2 separate regions of the Mus musculus genome follow, and region 1 is linked to region 2. Evidence: chromatin contacts called from public ChIA-PET data. All regions are on one chromosome and are shown on one strand. Each heading gives the region's core, a stretch centred on a gene start, on an enhancer-like site or on the middle of the called end of the contact. The rest is flanking DNA. Distances are from core to core; before and after follow the strand shown. Region 1 overlaps Uhrf2 (ubiquitin-like, containing PHD and RING finger domains 2). Region 2 holds the start of Uhrf2 (ubiquitin-like, containing PHD and RING finger domains 2).

Region 1 (2,994 bases), core at 408-2,907, 46 kb after region 2:
ACGAGATCTGATGCCCTCTTCTGGAGTGTCTGAAGACAGCTACAGTGTACTTACATATAATTAATAAATAAATTAAAAAAAAAAAAAAGTTTTAGGATGCTGTAAGAGTTGGTTCTTTCCTTACACCATGTTGGTTATGGGTATTACACTTAGGTCACCTGGCTGGGTAGCAGGTGCCTTTACCCCCTGAGCCAGCTCTAGTCCTGAGGTGCTTATTAAACCTCACCCTGGATTTTTTTTTTTGGAGGGGGCACCTGTTTGCTTGTTTTTTTATTTTAAAAAGTTGTATACTGTTTCAATGGATTTTTTAAATATATATAAAGAGCTAGAGAGATAGCTCAGTAGTTAAGAGCACTGTCTTTATGTGACTAATAGATACAAAACAGTAACATTTCCCTAATTTTGTTCTTTATAGGGAAAAATGACCCTGAATGTGACCTGTGTGGTGGAGACCCAGATAAGACCTGTCACATGTGTTCGTGTCATAAGTGTGGAGAGAAGCGGGACCCCAACATGCAGCTGCTGTGTGACGAGTGCAATATGGCCTATCACATTTACTGCCTGAGCCCACCTCTGGACAAAGTCCCGGAAGAGGAATACTGGTATTGTCACCAGGGCTTTGTCTTCTGTTTTGTTTTTCTACAAATAATCAAAATGAATCTTCAAAGAGTGGATATTTCTTCTCCCTCCCTCCCTCCGTCCCTTCCATTTGTCCTTCTATCCTTCTGCCCATCCATCCATCCATCCATCCATCCAACCAACCGTTCTTCCTTCCTCTTTCTCTTTTTCTTCAGATAGTTTCTTAGAACGTAGCCCTGGCTGGCCTGGAGCTTGTCTGTAGACCAGGCTGGCCTCAAACTGGTAGAAATCTGCCTGCCTCTGCCTCCCAGGGTCTTGAATTACCGGACTGTGCCACCACTCCTGGTCAAGCATGGATATCTAAAGATACATGGTACATTAAAGTATTTAAAGTGCCATAGCTGGTGGTCACTTGGCATTGATACCTTTATTAACTTACTGTACAACTCTGAACTGGCTTCTAAATTTATAGACTTGGATTTATGGTCCTGCCGGAGTATGGAGTCATTCAGAAATGCAGACTTGGTTGCTAGCCTTTGCTTTTGAGGCTTTAAGCTGCATTAAAGGACCTGGAATGACACCCCTTAGTTGTTTTTCAGTCTGTCTTACCATGCTGTTTTTCTCCCTATTTCCTTAAATACCCTACATTCTATCCAGATTCAGTGTCTTTCATCTCTTTAAGTCATAGTCTTGTCTCTGTTTTCAAACTTGATTCTTCTTGAAAGCATTGCGCTTACCTTCACTGTAGTATTCATCCTTCAGGAATTAAATATTTAACATATACCAGCAGTGTTTTATATGGATAGTGTGTCTAATTTTTAGGAAGTTCTTAAGTAGAACAAGGCTCTAAGATTAAATATACTTGCTGTAATCTAAAATTACTTGTGTAGTTGTAGTTAGAAACAAACCACTAATGAAAGATTAGGGAAAGGTACCTAGCCAAATTTATAGTAAACTTTTAAATAATCACATTAAGGAATCTTGTAAAGTATTTTTTAAAATTCTGTGCATGCATGTAGGATTCCTTGGAGTTTTGGGCAGTTGTGGGCCTTCTGATGAGAGTGTTAGAAATCAAATTCTGGTCTTCTGACAGAGCAGTGTGTGCTCTTAACAACTGAGCTGTTTCTTCGGGACCATCCCTCTTCTGCCGTGGAAGGTTTTAAAGCAAGGGGTGTACTAGTCAAGAATACTGATACCCTAAGTGGCTAGCTAGTATCAGTGTGACGAACAGACAGCTCTTCTTTCCTGTAGTCTTTTTGTAGGCTCATTGCAAGCATGATGGCTGTGTTACTACAGAAACCACAGGGGTATAAAGATGAAGGAAAGGGGCCGGTGACATGGTTAAGTAGATAAGGATATTATGTCAGGGTTGACCGAGTTCAATCCCTGGGACCCACACAGTAGAACAATAGACCCAACTTTGTTATCTTCTCATCTCCACGAGCGGGCACGCACACACACACACACACACACACACACACACACACACACACACACACACACGGGAAGGGGTTTGTGGGGCGAGCCATCCCACTTTTAAAAATTAAAACAACAAAATGGAGGAGGGCTCTGACTCCTTTCTGCTTCTTCCTCCCACTGACTTCCATGATCACATGGCTCGTAACTTCTGAAGTCTCATCTCATACTTATTCCTTGTTTTGGTGGAAGTGTGTATAGTGGGAAAAAAACTGTTATATTTGATGACTTTTCAAATCTGTTTTTTTTTTTCAAGTTGCGGGAACTAAAACATTTGCATTTTTCCCCAATCGTGCAGTTACTTTTCATAATCAGGAGTGACATAGGAGTGGGCATAGATGTACTCTTTCCTCTAAAACTTATATGGAAAACATAATTATGAAAGAGGCAAATGTAAGATGAATTTGGCAGTGAATTATTGTTTGTTGGTATCTCTTGACTCTCCCAGTTTTTGATATTTCATTCCCTACACAAGGTTTTTGGAAAGTATTAATGCAGTTTGTGAGAAAGGACCAACAAGTACAGAAAGCTGTGGCAGATCTAAAGATGCTGTCTTGTGCATTGACTATGGTGGATTAGACTTTGTGATGGTGAGACTTGAACCCAGGGCTTTGCTCATAGCTCTGCCCAAAAACTATACCATTCACACACACTCATATACATCCATGAAGATTGCGTTTTAATTATTTATTGTGTGTTGATGTGATACAGTGTAAGTGTGAAGTTTAGAGAAAACTTGAGGCAGTCGTTTCTCTCCTTTCACCATCTGAGTCCCAGGATTGGTCTTGGGTTAGCTATCTTGGTTCTTGGTGGCAGAGACCCTGTACTTTTACTGCGCTATCACTGGCCGCTTGTATATGTTTTTTCTTTTTTCTTTTTTCTTTTTTCTTTTGAGAGTTCTAATAACCGGGCTAGATGGGAAGATGTATTTGTTGCATT
Region 2 (3,022 bases), core at 315-2,814:
AGAACACTCAACAATTTATTCTTCTCACTATCTCTAATTTTTCCAAAATGGACAACAGTTGGCTCTTGGCTAAATTTCAGCCTCTCTCACCTTCCCACAGCTTGCTTTTTTCCCTAAGGCCTCCTTCCGCACTCTGTTCTATTGTCATTCTAAATACTTAAACACATCAATGCACATTTCAAAAAGCCCAGGTTTCCCCGGGAGGCCTACAAAAGTCTTTGAATGCTAATGTTCACACTTGCCCTTCATTATTTAGTCAACCTCTCTCAGAAGTGTAGTGTCTTCTGATGTGTGAAAATGCACTCCCAGTCTTTGCTTAAGCACCCTATCTTCTTTGAATATTCCCAGTTTATCTAAATTCTCTTAATAACAAAAGCTCTAAAATACCTTCTTGTGTGCTACTAAGGGAGTGGCAAGGAAGCTAACATTCCCTCGGTGTTTATGAGCACTATTTTACCTGGAGGAAATTGAAGCAGTTTGTTCAAGATCACAGTTAAACAGAAAGACTGCAATTCTCGCGCGTCCCAACCCGTGAGCCCAAGACTCAAGGCTTCAGACTGCAGCACACCGTTGGCAGTGCACCACGAATAACAGCCCGAGACCCTAGCATATCCTTGTAACAACAAATAGTTGATCCCTTCATGGGTCAGATTAGATGTTCTCAGATGTATCTGTTGCCTTATCAACTAAATGTTTTAGTTAACTAGGAAGCTGTCGAGGTAACTTAGAGGCTCTAGGTATATATATATATATTCATATCTCGAGCTGACGCACATTTCACTCTTCCTGTATTTCCATTTAGGCCATCTTGACTAATCAATTTGGTTGTTACAAAGTTGTGCCTCTTATCCTCATGGGAATGATTAGTACTGACATTACGGATACCGGTGAATGTAAGATAATGCGTTTGCTTTGCTTTCTCTCTTAAGTCTTCCATTTTTGGATGGGTCCCCTGAGTGTGGGGGCCGTATCCCGCCCTGGGATCTCCGGATTTTTGGATCGGAGGTGTACAGTCCTGCAAAGCCAGGATCCCTGCGGCTAAAGGCGCCCTTAGCGCAGAAGGCCCACTCGGTCAGGTCCAGCTCCCGCTCCGGCTCTCCGGTCGGGAAACGTGGGTGCGAGGCCTCTGCCCTGGGGCCTCCCGGAAGCGGGTTTCCTCGGCGGGAAGCACGTCCATCAAGCCGACGCGCCCCGGGAGAGGCCGCGTGGCGGGCGCACACCCTGGTGTGAAGTCTCGGGAACGTAGGCTGCATCCCCATTTCTTGCTCACGCCAGCGCGCAGCACGGCTAGCTATTGTTCGTGCGTTTTTGAGACCATGGAGTCTAGGCCTCAGGAGACTGCGAGGTGACCAACGACAACGAGGGCACAGGGCGAGCTGGCCTCGGCGAGCCTGCCCAACCCCGCCCTCCTCCGAGTAACGGCTCTGGAGGCCCCGCCCCCTCCCATATTAGCGCCCCCCAGGCTGTGCGTGGGGCGGAGCCCCGCGTGGATCTCGCGAGATCCGGGTTGGCGCCGTGACCTCCATGTGGGAGCTGCATCTCTATAAGTAAACAGTGCGCGCCGCCGAGCCATGGCTCCTTCCTATTTGTGAGGCGCGGGCTGCGCTCGCACCTCGGGCGGGTTCCGGTTTCCTTCCACCGAGGAGGGGCGGGCGGGCGGTCGCGCGGTCTAAGAGCGTCAGTCCTCGCCCGCACCCGCGTTCGCCGAGTCGCCGCCGCAGAGAACCGGATCCTCCCGGGGAGGCGGCGGGGACCGGGCGGGGCGCGGCGCGGCGGCCCGAGCGCAGGGCCAGACAAAGGGGCTTGGTCCCCTGTCCCCGTGCCGCCGCGATGTGGATCCAGGTCCGCACCATCGACGGCTCCCAGACGCGCACCATCGAGGACGTTTCTCGCAAAGCCACCATCGAGGAGCTGCGCGAGCGGGTCTGGGCGCTCTTCGATGTAAGGCCCGAGTGCCAGCGCCTGTTCTACCGGGGCAAGCAGGTGAGGCGCCCCGCGGGGAGCCCGGGCGCGAGCAGCCGGCGCCCCGGGACGAGGCTGGGTGTCCAGGGCTGCGCCCCGCTGTGCTCGGGATGGGCCGCTGGCGGGGCGCGGGATGCGGGGCCTGGAGCTCGGGCCTGCGGCTGCCCCCCCCCTCCCCCCAAGCGCGCCTAGCGGGTCGGAAGGTGCGGGACGCGGTGTTGTCGCTGGCAGCGGCCACGGACATAGCCTCCGAGGGTCCTGGGGGATCCTCTTCCCGCCTTTGGGGGGGGGGGGGATCGGAGCCTGGAAAGGCAACAGGCTCCGGCAGCCATGCCGGGGCGCGGGAGGGACGAGCTGGCTTTATTCGCAGCGCCGTCTCCGACTCCTCTAAGGACTTGCTTCTTTTCCGTGCCCCCGGCTCCTAGATGCGACGTGGAAAGGGAAGCACCTTATCCCTGTTTCCTCACTAGAAGGATTTGAACACTGAACATCGGAACGGTGGTAGAATGCGTGCCCCTCCTTCCTTGTCGTCAGTCTCAGACTGGGGATTTGTTCTGTAAAAGATCAGAGACCTCTAATTTAAGGAACGATGTTTGTAACCTGAAGTCGGGTTTAAGTCTGTTGAATATACGGACAGATTATTTCCCCATAAACTTTACCTCTCATCTTTGTGTGTCCCCTAAGTTCGGGCTTTCAACTCAAACCTTTCAGCATAATCAGCAGTAATTCAAAAAAAGCCAGAAAGTTGTGTTGGGCCACAAGGGTGCTTGTGGGCATCTCCGTTAATTTTAAGTAAGGCTCTGCCTGATGAGGCTAAGACGTTTCCTATCCAGTAAGTCTCAGAGTCTTATGATTAGACACCCAGACCCACATTGTTTTTCTTGCCTTTGTCTTTAGTCCACTAAAAAAGTTGGCATCCTGCAGTCAGTTGACCACAGTTTGGCTCCAGTCCTGAGTTTTGAATTAAGTGCAGTTCTCTCTGATTCGATGGAAGTAGCCTATAAGCCACAAAGGGTTTAGAAGGAATATTTTTGTTCCCTTTACAGATTTACAACTTCTC

What was found. ChIA-PET counts read pairs in DNA pulled down with a chosen protein or histone mark.
Region 1: an SMC1A ChIA-PET map of the G1E-ER4 cell line shows a contact between it and region 2, with 5 read pairs. The contact joins the enhancer-like site here to the promoter of Uhrf2 in region 2. A contact is called at or near these places in 1 of 15 datasets of contacts at CTCF or cohesin (the G1E-ER4 cell line), 7 of 484 Hi-C or Micro-C datasets (the C3H10T1/2 cell line, the G1E-ER4 cell line, Th17 cells and 3 more), 8 of 115 datasets of contacts at active chromatin or transcription factors (the 230-238 cell line, CD8 T cells, bone marrow-derived macrophages and 3 more) and 3 of 9 other capture datasets (adipose tissue, liver and pancreatic islet).

The regions. Positions count from the first base shown.
Region 1 is chr19:30,074,669-30,077,662 of GRCm38.p6, forward strand. It overlaps Uhrf2 (ubiquitin-like, containing PHD and RING finger domains 2), which reads left to right. Exons shown (of 16, transcript NM_144873.2): 6 at 416-602. Among named protein-coding and RNA genes, the nearest start is that of Uhrf2, 46 kb to the left of the region's middle. Within about 2 kb of position 1,658, at least 2 of the 459 cell types and tissues checked have an H3K27ac peak or open chromatin away from gene starts, as enhancers often do. A contact at or near this core is called in the G1E-ER4 cell line, where this site is marked.
Region 2 is chr19:30,028,949-30,031,970 of GRCm38.p6, forward strand. It overlaps Uhrf2 (ubiquitin-like, containing PHD and RING finger domains 2), which reads left to right and starts at 1,565. Exons shown (of 16, transcript NM_144873.2): 1 at 1,565-1,983. The coding sequence starts at 1,831.